Linked DNA regions of Rattus norvegicus: region 2 is linked to region 1. Evidence: chromatin contacts called from public Hi-C data. All regions are on one chromosome and are shown on one strand. Each heading gives the region's core, a stretch centred on a gene start, on an enhancer-like site or on the middle of the called end of the contact. The rest is flanking DNA. Distances are from core to core; before and after follow the strand shown.

What was found. Hi-C and Micro-C count contacts between places; a contact is called where the count stands out from the background.
Region 2: a Hi-C map of psoas muscle shows a contact between it and region 1, with 4 times the contacts expected there. The contact joins two enhancer-like sites. A contact is called at or near these places in 12 of 12 Hi-C or Micro-C datasets (the A7r5 cell line, the Rat2 cell line, Schwann cells and 7 more) and 1 of 1 datasets of contacts at active chromatin or transcription factors (oligodendrocytes).

What each region holds. Positions count from the first base shown.
Region 1 is chr9:52,670,957-52,676,060 of GRCr8, reverse strand. No RefSeq gene overlaps it. Among named protein-coding and RNA genes, the nearest start is that of Mrps9, 68 kb to the right of the region's middle. Within about 2 kb of position 3,015, at least 3 of the 93 cell types and tissues checked have an H3K27ac peak or open chromatin away from gene starts, as enhancers often do.
Region 2 is chr9:52,818,507-52,823,610 of GRCr8, reverse strand. It overlaps Tgfbrap1 (transforming growth factor, beta receptor associated protein 1), which reads left to right. Exons shown (of 12, transcript NM_001393981.1): 8 at 1,205-1,348; 9 at 3,365-3,511; 10 at 4,243-4,402. Among named protein-coding and RNA genes, the nearest start is that of Gpr45, 23 kb to the right of the region's middle. Within about 2 kb of position 2,115, at least 1 of the 93 cell types and tissues checked has an H3K27ac peak or open chromatin away from gene starts, as enhancers often do.

The DNA of each region.
Region 1 (5,104 bases), core at 1,766-4,265:
CTTCAAGAATAAGAGAATGTCCCCAACGGGTCCTCAGCATTTGATGTTTATGCGTTACAAGTAAACGCCCTGTTCCTGGTATCAAAACCAGGTTTTGTGGTCTTAGTCAAGAGTCGTGTGCCAAGATAAACAGCCCCGGAAAAGCCTAATTTTGCCGTGGAACCTGACCAATGCACTAGGTAGGACCTACAAATCATTTGTAAGTATCAACCAGTCAGGAATGGGCACGGTTGGTTTTCCTCATTTGCATATTGACACATAAAAGACCAATCAGGATTGACCTGGTGCTGCCCTCTCAGGTTCCACTCAAGCGGGCAGGGAATGGGGTCTGTTGGAAGAAGGGAGAGCTGGGGAGCAGGGGAGAAGTTGAGGGGCAGCCAGTATGGGCCGGTTGGGGTTGTTCTCTAGCAAACAGCCTCTCTCTTTGACCCTTGGCACACCCTTCCTCTTAGTAAAGAAGGCTGCCATCCCCCATGGTTTGCAAATTATTTTCTTTCTTTTTCTTTTTCTTTTTTCTTTTTTTTAAAATAAAGCTTCCACTTCTCTTGAATTCCGTTCTGGTGAATCTTGTTGACATACCCTAAGGATAAGTGGAAAACGCATCGGTATGAATATGCTTGTGGTTCATTATTTACAGTATTATTTTTAAAAAAGCGCATGTGGCTAATGGTATGGAAACTAGTTAAGTAAATTATGGAACATATGCTGGATGGAAAGAATATTATGAGGTCATTAAAATTATAATTATGAAGCTTATAGCGCCACAGAAAGATGGTGATGACTATAAATGGAAGATCGCTTTTTAAATTGTGTGGGCTCTGATGACGGCAACTAGGAGAGCACCCTTTCATGCCAGCAGTGTGCAGGAGAAGCCTAATAATCCCCAGCTGTTGGCTGGGGATAAGCTAAGATCCTGGGCAATTTTGTTTTCTTTCTCCGTTCAGTAATCTTGTTTTGAATCCTAACGTTACAGTTCCGAGTCTCTGAGAGCAGAGTGGCCTCTGTCCACTATTACTCATTATCCTACCTGTGACACCACTCAGTTTTTCTCTTCTCCGCTCTTACCGGAAGGACTTCCTATGATGGAGTCACTACTAGGATCTACTTACACCCTATGTCTTACTTAGGGTTTTACTGCTGTGAAGAGACACCATGACCAAGGCAACTCTTACAAAGGCAAACATTTAATCGGGGCTGGCTCAGAGTTTCAGAAGTTTATCATCGGTTTTCATCATGACAGGGAGCATAGCAGACATGGTTCTGGAGGAGCTGAGAGCTCTACATCTTAATTCAAAAGCAGCCAGGAGGAGACTGCCTTCCACAGGCAGCCCTGGGGGTGGGGGGAGGTCTGTCAGGCTGGCCAGACTTGAGCACGTATGTGAGACCTCAAAGCCCTGCCTCCTGAGTTACATGCTTCCTCTAACAAGGCCACACTTCCTCCAATGAGGCCACACCTCCTAACAGTGCCACTTCCCATGGGCCAAGCATATTCAAATCACCACAGCCTGCATTCTGGTTTGAGCATTGCCAGGAATGGGTGCTTCCGGTAGATCCTTCTGAGAATCTCAGGATCCTTCTGAGAGAAGCAATATGCTTAAGCCAATGGTTCTCAACCTTTCACACAGTTTCTCATGCTGTGGAGATCCCCAACCGTAAAGTTATTTTTGTTGCTACTTCATAACTGTAATGTTGCTACTGTTGTGAATTGTTATGTAAATGTTTGATACACAAGATTTCTGATACTAAACCCCCAAAAGGTTGTAGTCCACAGGTTGAGAACTTCTGGCCTAAATGAACCTGGAGGGCATTAGAATAAGTGAAATGAGCCAGCATTGGAAAGACAAGCCTTGCACATTGTCCTCCTTCATGAGGACAAAAAAGAATACTGACCTCAGAAGTTGGCCATAGAATGGAGGGCTGGGGGAGTTTGGCCGATGGCTGCTAAGTTACAGTTAGATAGGCTTAAGTTCTAAGGTTCTTTTGTGCAATATGGTGACCACAGCTAGAGAGTAACAAACCATGCATTTTAAAAATAGCTAGAAGAGTTTTGAAATTTCTTGCCATAACAATCATAGAAGTTTAAGAGTTAGAGACAAGGATTTATTAGAAAAATAGAGAAGCAAAATATAAACCATTCACCTGTTCATAAAAGGATAGAGGAGAGAGGGAGAGGGGAAGGGAGGAAGAAAGAAAGGCAATCACCTTGGCAGCCTGGACACCATGCCAGGCTGGGTAGTGGGGGGCTAGGCAGAGCTGGGCACAGTGGCCTAGGCCTTTAGTCCCAGCACCTGGGAGGCAGAGGTAGGTAGATCTCTGAGTTTGAGGCCAGCCTGGTCTACAAAGTGGGTTCCAAGACAACTAAGACTACACAGAGAAACAGTCTCAAACCACTACCACCCCAAAAGGAAAAAGGAAGGAAGTCAGCCAGCAAGCTGATCTAGTCACCCTGTGATCTGCATTGAGACTGAGCATCCCTGAACACCCGGGTTTTGTATGACCACCACCCTCTTCTGCTCGGAAGGGGTGTCTGAAGCTCTCAGCAGTTGCCTTCATCTAATTTCAATCAAATGCCTTCTATGTTTCCTCTCCACCCCACTTTTTGGTACATTTAGAGAGCTGACAAGTGGTTCAGATCATCGATCAAACACAGTTATGAAATGACGACTGATGTCCAGTGGTTGTCATTCTGGGGACTGCACCGGTTAGAGGTGGAAGAAGTGCACACCAGACTTACCCAAGCGCTCTTCTGAGGGAGGGGCTTCTTAAGCCCCAGACGCTTGGCTGCAAATCTTTCTAACCGGTTATGTCTTTCATTAGGATTTAACGGTGAGACAATTTCAGGTACAAATGAAAGCATAAAGAGAGAAATGAGAATTTATGAGTGTTTCTGAGGTGGGAGGATTTGGAAAGACAATGCATACAGCCGACATTGTTAGAAGGCACACAGTGCCCAGGGATCACTGTGCTCCCATGTAGGAGGCCGACATCCCTTCTTCACGGCCAGGCCGTTCAGCTGCTGATTCTGTTGTACACTGCTCCATCTTGTGGCTAAATGAGGGTACTAATTAGGATGCTACTATTTCCCACATAGAAAAACCAGTGCACAGTAGCCGTTCCCGCATCTGTGAAGATACATTCCGGGACCCCACTGCATACCTGAGTGTGAATGGTAACAAACCACATATGCTTTTTACTAAAAAAATTATATAATAGAACGATTACAGTATTCTGTAATTAAAGGCCCATGAATGTTCTAATGTTCTCTCACTCCCTCCTCCCCGCCCCTCTTCCTCCTCCCTCCCCACTCCCTCTCCCTCTCCATCCCTGGGTGTTGTCTATCTGAATTCACAGAATTAGCACTCACTCTAGCACCTCAGGGCCACTGTTAAATAAGATGAGTGTTACTTGGATAGCAGCCCTTGTGCTATCAGTTCAGTTGTTGACCTAATAACTGGCATGGCTACCAAGAAACTTGTATTGTACACAGCATGAGTATGCTGGACATAGGAGCGGCTCCTTCCAACCAGAACATCGTGATGCAGTTCACCAAGCTCCTCAGAGAGGAATGAATTTTAAAATGTGTGAAATGTTTACTTCAACCTAACATTTTTAGACCACAGTTCCGCTCCGATAACTTACACAGTGGAATGCGGACTCTCAGAATGAGGGGAACTACCATATTCTATAATGCTTAACAAATTATGTGACTCTTTAAAGAATTCAAACCAAGGACCCAGTTGGTACAGCACTTGGCTGGCATGAACAGAGTCCTCGGTTCAATCCACAGCACTGCATAATGGTGCACCCCCATAAACTCAGAATGCAGGGTAGAAGCAGGAGGATCAGACATTCAAGGTCATCTACGGCTACACACAGGGTTGGAGCCCAGCCTGGGCTTTATGAGATCCTGACACACACACACACACACACACACACACACACACACACACACACACACACATATCCATCAATTCAAACAACTATGAACAAGATGTATAAACTTCTAAACATATATAACGGGGAAAGCAAGCTTTTAAATCATTCATAATCCTATAGTCTATAGCGACACCTGCACACATGTATCTTAGAAGCCAAATGCAGCCACGTGTGTACTTTATTAAGTAAGAATGTATTTAAGAATAGCAATTCTCTTTAAGTATTTATTTTTATATGTATAAATGTTTGCCTGCATGTATGTTTGTGAGCCATGTGTGCACATTGCCCAAGATGACCAGAAGAGGCCATCAGATCCCCGAGAACAGGAGTTAGTAGTTTGGTAGTCTTTATGTGGGTGCTTGGAATAGAGTCCAGCTCTTCTGGAAGACCAGCCAGTGCTGCTCTTAACTAGACACTTCTCCCCTTCTGTTTTGGCTTCAGTGAATCGCTATCTTGATTCAAGGAGATTCAGTAGGGTGAGCTGACAACTGACTAAATTTCATGGTAATTTAGGTTAAGTAGCCACTGGATAGACAGGAATCTCTTGTTAAAGGGACTACGGGAAATTACCAATAGGAGCCCAAATCCAAATTCAATGTTTTCACAGCAATTTTTACTGACAATGGTTTTTTTCATCTCCACCCACTGGCCTTGCGTTGGTCCATTGTGTTTACTTACCATGTTGCTTGCCTGGGAATGGATTTGGTTGCAACAGCTGGATCAAATGTCTGAGACATTTAACCATGTGGTTCCCATCCTGGGGATTGTATTTGTTTGGTCAATACAGATCATTACAGCGCCTGGTTTGGTCTTGGAATCCCAAGCCGCTTCTCTTGTCTCCTGAGTGTTGGGGCTACAGATGCTCACCGCACCTGCCTCCCCTGAGAACACTTACTCATGAAAGTAGTGTTCCTCAGGGATTCAGGGGAGAAGACCACAACTTTCCTTACAAAGCCTCCAGGTAACGCTGGTGGGCATTAACTAAGGTTATCCCTGAGCTTCACTGACAGATAACTTCAATTAAAAAAAAAAAAGTCCTGCTCTTTCTAATTGGCCTGGTTTTCTCCATTGCTACAAATTCTCCCAGTTTTCCCTCCACCTAGAAAAAGACTATAATTCGGCTGTGATCACAATATGCGTTGTATAATTTATCACGCTGGTGGTTATT
Region 2 (5,104 bases), core at 866-3,365, 150 kb before region 1:
TGGAGCAGCTGATGTGAAGGCCAGCAGGGATGCTGGGCCTGCATTGAATGGCATTGATTTATAGCCTTGTCTCTTGGCCTGCACCTCACAGCTTCCTATTGATCTTCGTGCCTTCTCACACCCTGGGGGGATGGGGCTCCCCTTGGCCCTGTTACCTCTCAGACTTCATTGGGTGCTAGCTTTCTTGTAAGCCTTTTGTGTAATACCAGCTCCTCCCTGACTTTGGCCATGCCTTTGTGAGTTTAGTCTGCAGCCTCTTTGCTAAAGCATCACAAGGGCATAAAGAGTGAAGAAAGCAGGAAAATGAGCTTCCATCAACACAAGCCTCAAGGCCAAGAGCAGACGCGGATATTGCAAACAAAATGTCTATTTTTTAAGACATAGCAGTGGCATCTTTAGAATGACTGTGTGTGTGTGTGTGTGTGTGTGTGTGTGTGTGTGTGTGTGTGTGTGTGTTATAATACTATTAGCACAGCTATGGAGAAAGATTCGCATACTTGAATAACATGGGGCAAGTGGTGCAAACTCCATTAAAACTTTTCGGTGGACTTTGATTCGATTATGTAGCTGGTGAATTCCGTTCTGAAGAAAGCAGGACCGCACTGAGCATCCTTGTTAGCTTTAGTTGGGGGTCGCCACAGCATTGAAGATTTAGATTTTGAAGTATTTGCATGTACAAAGGGAGATGTCTTGGACATAAGACCCAAGCATAAGCTAAATTTGTCTTGCACAAATAGCATGAAAATAATTTTTATAAGTCTGTGCTCAAAATCAAGTTGGATAGTTTGGAATTTTCCACATTTAGCATCATCTCAAATTTTGAAAATTCAGATTTGGCACATTTGGGTTTTCAGATTTATTTCTCAAAAAATTATAGAATTTATAGCTTTCTGTACTATATCATTCTTTATTCAAAATGCTCAGGGCCCGAATTGTTTTAGATTTTAGAGTTTTTCAGATTTTGAAGTAGCATAGGAAGCTAGAGCCTCCCCAGTCAGCTGTCCAGTTGAAAGCCCAAAATCCAGGTTGTACTGTCAACATGCTTGTGAATGCTCAAATTATAGATTTTCATGTGGGGACAGTTCATCCTGTGTGTTCTGAAAATTATGAGAAATCAAGTAAGAAAACAAGCATTTTCTAAGCGAATTCTGCAAGATACATAATATTCTAGCTCTACGCTTGGTTTTGTTTTATTTCCTTTCAGTTGTGGGTGAACATTGTGAATGGGGACATCCAGGACTCCACACGCTCAGACCTGTATGAATACATCGTTGATTTTCTTACCTACTGCCTAGACCAAGAGCTGGTGTGGACCCATGCTGACTGGCTGTTGCAGAAAAGCCAGGAGGTTCGTGTTTCATAAATGGATCTCTTAGGAATGGCTGCTAGAAATCTGACACCAAAGCTCCCCCCAGCTTTAGGTGGAAGAGAAAAAAGCTGCATTCGGTCTCCCCCTGTTTTACTCTGTGCCCCTTTTATTGCCTTCCTTTGAGCATAAGCAAAATGTAGTCTGCTGTGCTGAGGTTTCTGCAGAAGCCTCTCCCTGCAGAGCGCTCTCATGCCCCTGGTATTCTGAGAACACTCCTGCAGTTCCCCCTTCACTTGCCAGGGAACAGAAGTCTGCATTTTGTTCTCTGGGATGGGTACAGGTTCTTACTCTACACAGACTGGCCTTTTGCAAGAGGTGGCTCAGATCTGGGCCACACCGTCCTCTTCTGCTTCTGAGAGGCTGTGGACATGGAGGTGTCAAGTGTCATGAACATGACCTGGCTCATCTTGGAGGCTGAGAGAGGACAACAGTAAAAGCCGCTGTGGGCTCTTGGCTCTACAGCAGCGGTTCTCAACTTTCCTAATGCTGTGATCCTTTAATACAGTTCTTCATGTTGTGGTTGACCCCCAACCATAAAATTATTACATTGCTACTTCCCAACTGTAACTTTGCTACTGTTATGAATCATAATATTAAATATCAGATATCCATGATATCTGATAGGCAACTCCCAAAGGGGTCCCGAACTACAGGTTGAGAACCCTTGCTCTAGAGCCAGGCAGCATGCTCAGGACAGAGGGACAGAGACCTTAAGGAGGCTCCACAAGTTACCAGGACTAAGGCAGCAGGCATAGCAGATCCATTTCCTTGGCTTCCTTGGTAGAGATAAGATCAGACCCTGATGCAGGGTAGGACAGAGCAGGGCGGACTCCTGTTATCCATCCCACTTCCTAAGCTAGGTCAGAGTCCCTATTCCTCTCATACTGAAACATTTAAAACTGCATTTATGTATTTATTTGTGTGTGTTTGTGCACATACATGTATATACATATGCCATACTGTATGTGTGGCAGTCAGAAGACAGTTAAGGTTCTCACTTTCCACTGCATGTATCTCAGGGATTGAACTCAAATAGTCAAGTTAGCAGGAAGGACTTTGCCTCCTAAGCCTGCTCCCTGGCCCTTGCATTCATCTTTTATGTCTGGGCATATACCTACAGAATGTACCTGCACATGTTCCTACAGTGCAGATACAGTGTCATTGAAAGGTTTGGGTCCTTTCCATTTACAGAGTTATCTCAGCCAAACACACAGAATTATTCTGTGTGTCACCCTCCACGTGACCTCTGTCATCTCTTGGAGGTCGTGGTTCACAGATGGGGTTAACAGATTCTTTCAAGGTCATGTAGGCAAGCAGAACCAAGAAACAGTCCAACCTGTAGCTGTGTTACGGGTCTCATGTTTGGGGTTCACAGGGTATGTGAGCATGTGTGCATACACACATGTGAGCAAGCAACAGTACACATGTCAGTGCAGGGAGAACCCAACAAGGTGTAATAGCACAACTGATCCGGGGGCTCCGCATGGCAGGCATCGATCAGAAGGCAACCTGGAAGCTGTCAGGGACTACACGCTCAGAAGGCAGATTAGCCCAGCACAGTAAATAATCTACTAGTCAGACAGCATTCAGAGAGCCGAGAGCACACTGTGAGTTTTCATACTTTCTGGATTTTCTCACTTGATCTTTGCAAGAAACAGCCTCTATTTGGGATCATCTTAATAGTGCCAGCGTTTGTTGCATGGCTGTCAAAGTCTGTTACCAGTGACTGCTCCACTTGTTAGTGTCCAGCCATCTTAAAAGAAATCCCGGCAGTGTGTGGGGAGGGTTGCTTAGTGCCTCTTTCCTGTCCGTGGCATACGCTTTGTTTGGTCTTTCTTGCTGGACCATTTTTTCCTCCATGTTTTTGAGATAAGTGTGACATATGAGAAGTTGTACCTGCTTATCAGTGCATCCTGCATGATGGTTGTAGCCAAAACATGACTGTTAAGTGGCCAAAAGAAAGACCAAGAAACTGAATTGCTGCTCTTTCTGCAGGTTGGAGTTCAGGTTTTCACCAAGAGACCTTTGGACGAGCAGCAGCAAACTAGTTTTAATCCAGACGACATTATTAGTTGCCTTAAGAAATACCCTAAAGCCCTGGTTAAGTATCTGGAACATCTCGTTATCGACAGGAGATTGCAGGTGAGCACACAGCCTAACAGAAGGTCTGTGGCTGCGGTGTCACTGACAGCCTAGGAGAGGGAACCTGACTGTCACTTTTGGGGCAGGTCTCACTCCCTGGTCACTCAGTCTGCCTGTTGATTATTCGAGGCCGTGTGAGCCTTAGTGACAGAGACCCGGAGGGAGCAGAAGTAGATGCTCTACCTCAAGACTCATCTCTACTCCGCCTTCCTCCTCGCTTTGTTATTGTCCCCACAGGGAATGGGAGAAGCTGTGTCATTTACAGAATACCTAAAGCCTTTTTCTCCCGGGTGTCCCTGACATGCGTTAATCATCTTTCCATCATTGTGACAAAATATCCGAGGCAATTAACTTGTGAAGAGCAGAGGAGTTTACCCCACAGTTTTTCAGTCTGTGACAGATTGTCCCATTCTTTTTTATTAGGTTTCTTAGCAGAAAAAGGCAGTGTTGTATCCAGAAAGTCAAGAGGGCAGGGTAGGGTCCCCCTCCTTCCCATTGACCACATCCCTCCCAGGCTCCACCCCCACCCCCAGTAGCTGTCCCATGGGGACTTTGAACACATGGGCTTTGGGAACACATTTAGCATCCGAGCTATAGCAGTACAGACTATAATATCCCTCTGTGTTGGGGTTCCTGGGAGGTCTCCAGTCCCTGAGGGTATCCTGTCCACTGTATTCGAGAATCTGCCTCCCTCATGTAAACACTGTCTGGTGCATCCCTGATTCCCACAGAAAGAAGAGTACCACACCCACCTTGCCCTCCTCTACCTGGAGGAAGTGCTTCGGCAGAGGGCACCCACTGGAGGCAAGGATGTAGAAGCCACCGAGACACAGGCCAAACTCCGCAGGCTGCTCCAGAAGTCTGACTTGTACCGTGTCCACTTGTTGAAAGGTGAGGATAAACTTGGCATCCCAGTGAGAGACTTCTGTGGGACCGAGCGAGCCTTTGTCCCAGAGTGCAGTGTTTGGGTTCCATAGGGTGATTCCTTGAGCCCCTTTCCTCAGAGCTGTCCTGATGGGTTTTGGACTGAGCTGTAAAACACATCATTTATGATTCACCTTCTACTGGCTTTGGTACCTTCCTCACTCTGTATCCCTGGGGTGGCACCTGCACCCCATAGGCCCCCAGATCTGCTGTGTTCCAGCCCCTTAAGAGAAATGTCATAGTCCAAGCATAGAATCTGCAGCTCCCATCTCCATTTTACCTCTGTCTGTGCCCTAATATGGCAACCTCTTAGCAATTATTTGCTGACATTTAATTTACTGTAGGACAGGGGTGGAGCCTGTGTGCTGTGGCATCTGTGCCTGTGTCTGTACTTGACACAGGCGATACAGCCAGCCCTTTACTCCCTCACCCCCAGGCTGGCGATATCTGCCTCGGGCATTAGGTCAGATACCAGTGCCTATCACTTTGTATTAACCTTGGCACTGAACTGAGAGTTGTCCTGGGAATATCCATTGCAGAGGGTAAGAACTCGTGTTGTCCTCTATTTCGCAGCCCACAGGAGAGCAAAGTGACCTGGTCAGTAAGACTCAGCCCATCAGCCCGCTAAGGGCGAGCCTTGATCAGGTCTGACACTGCCCCTAGGCTGTG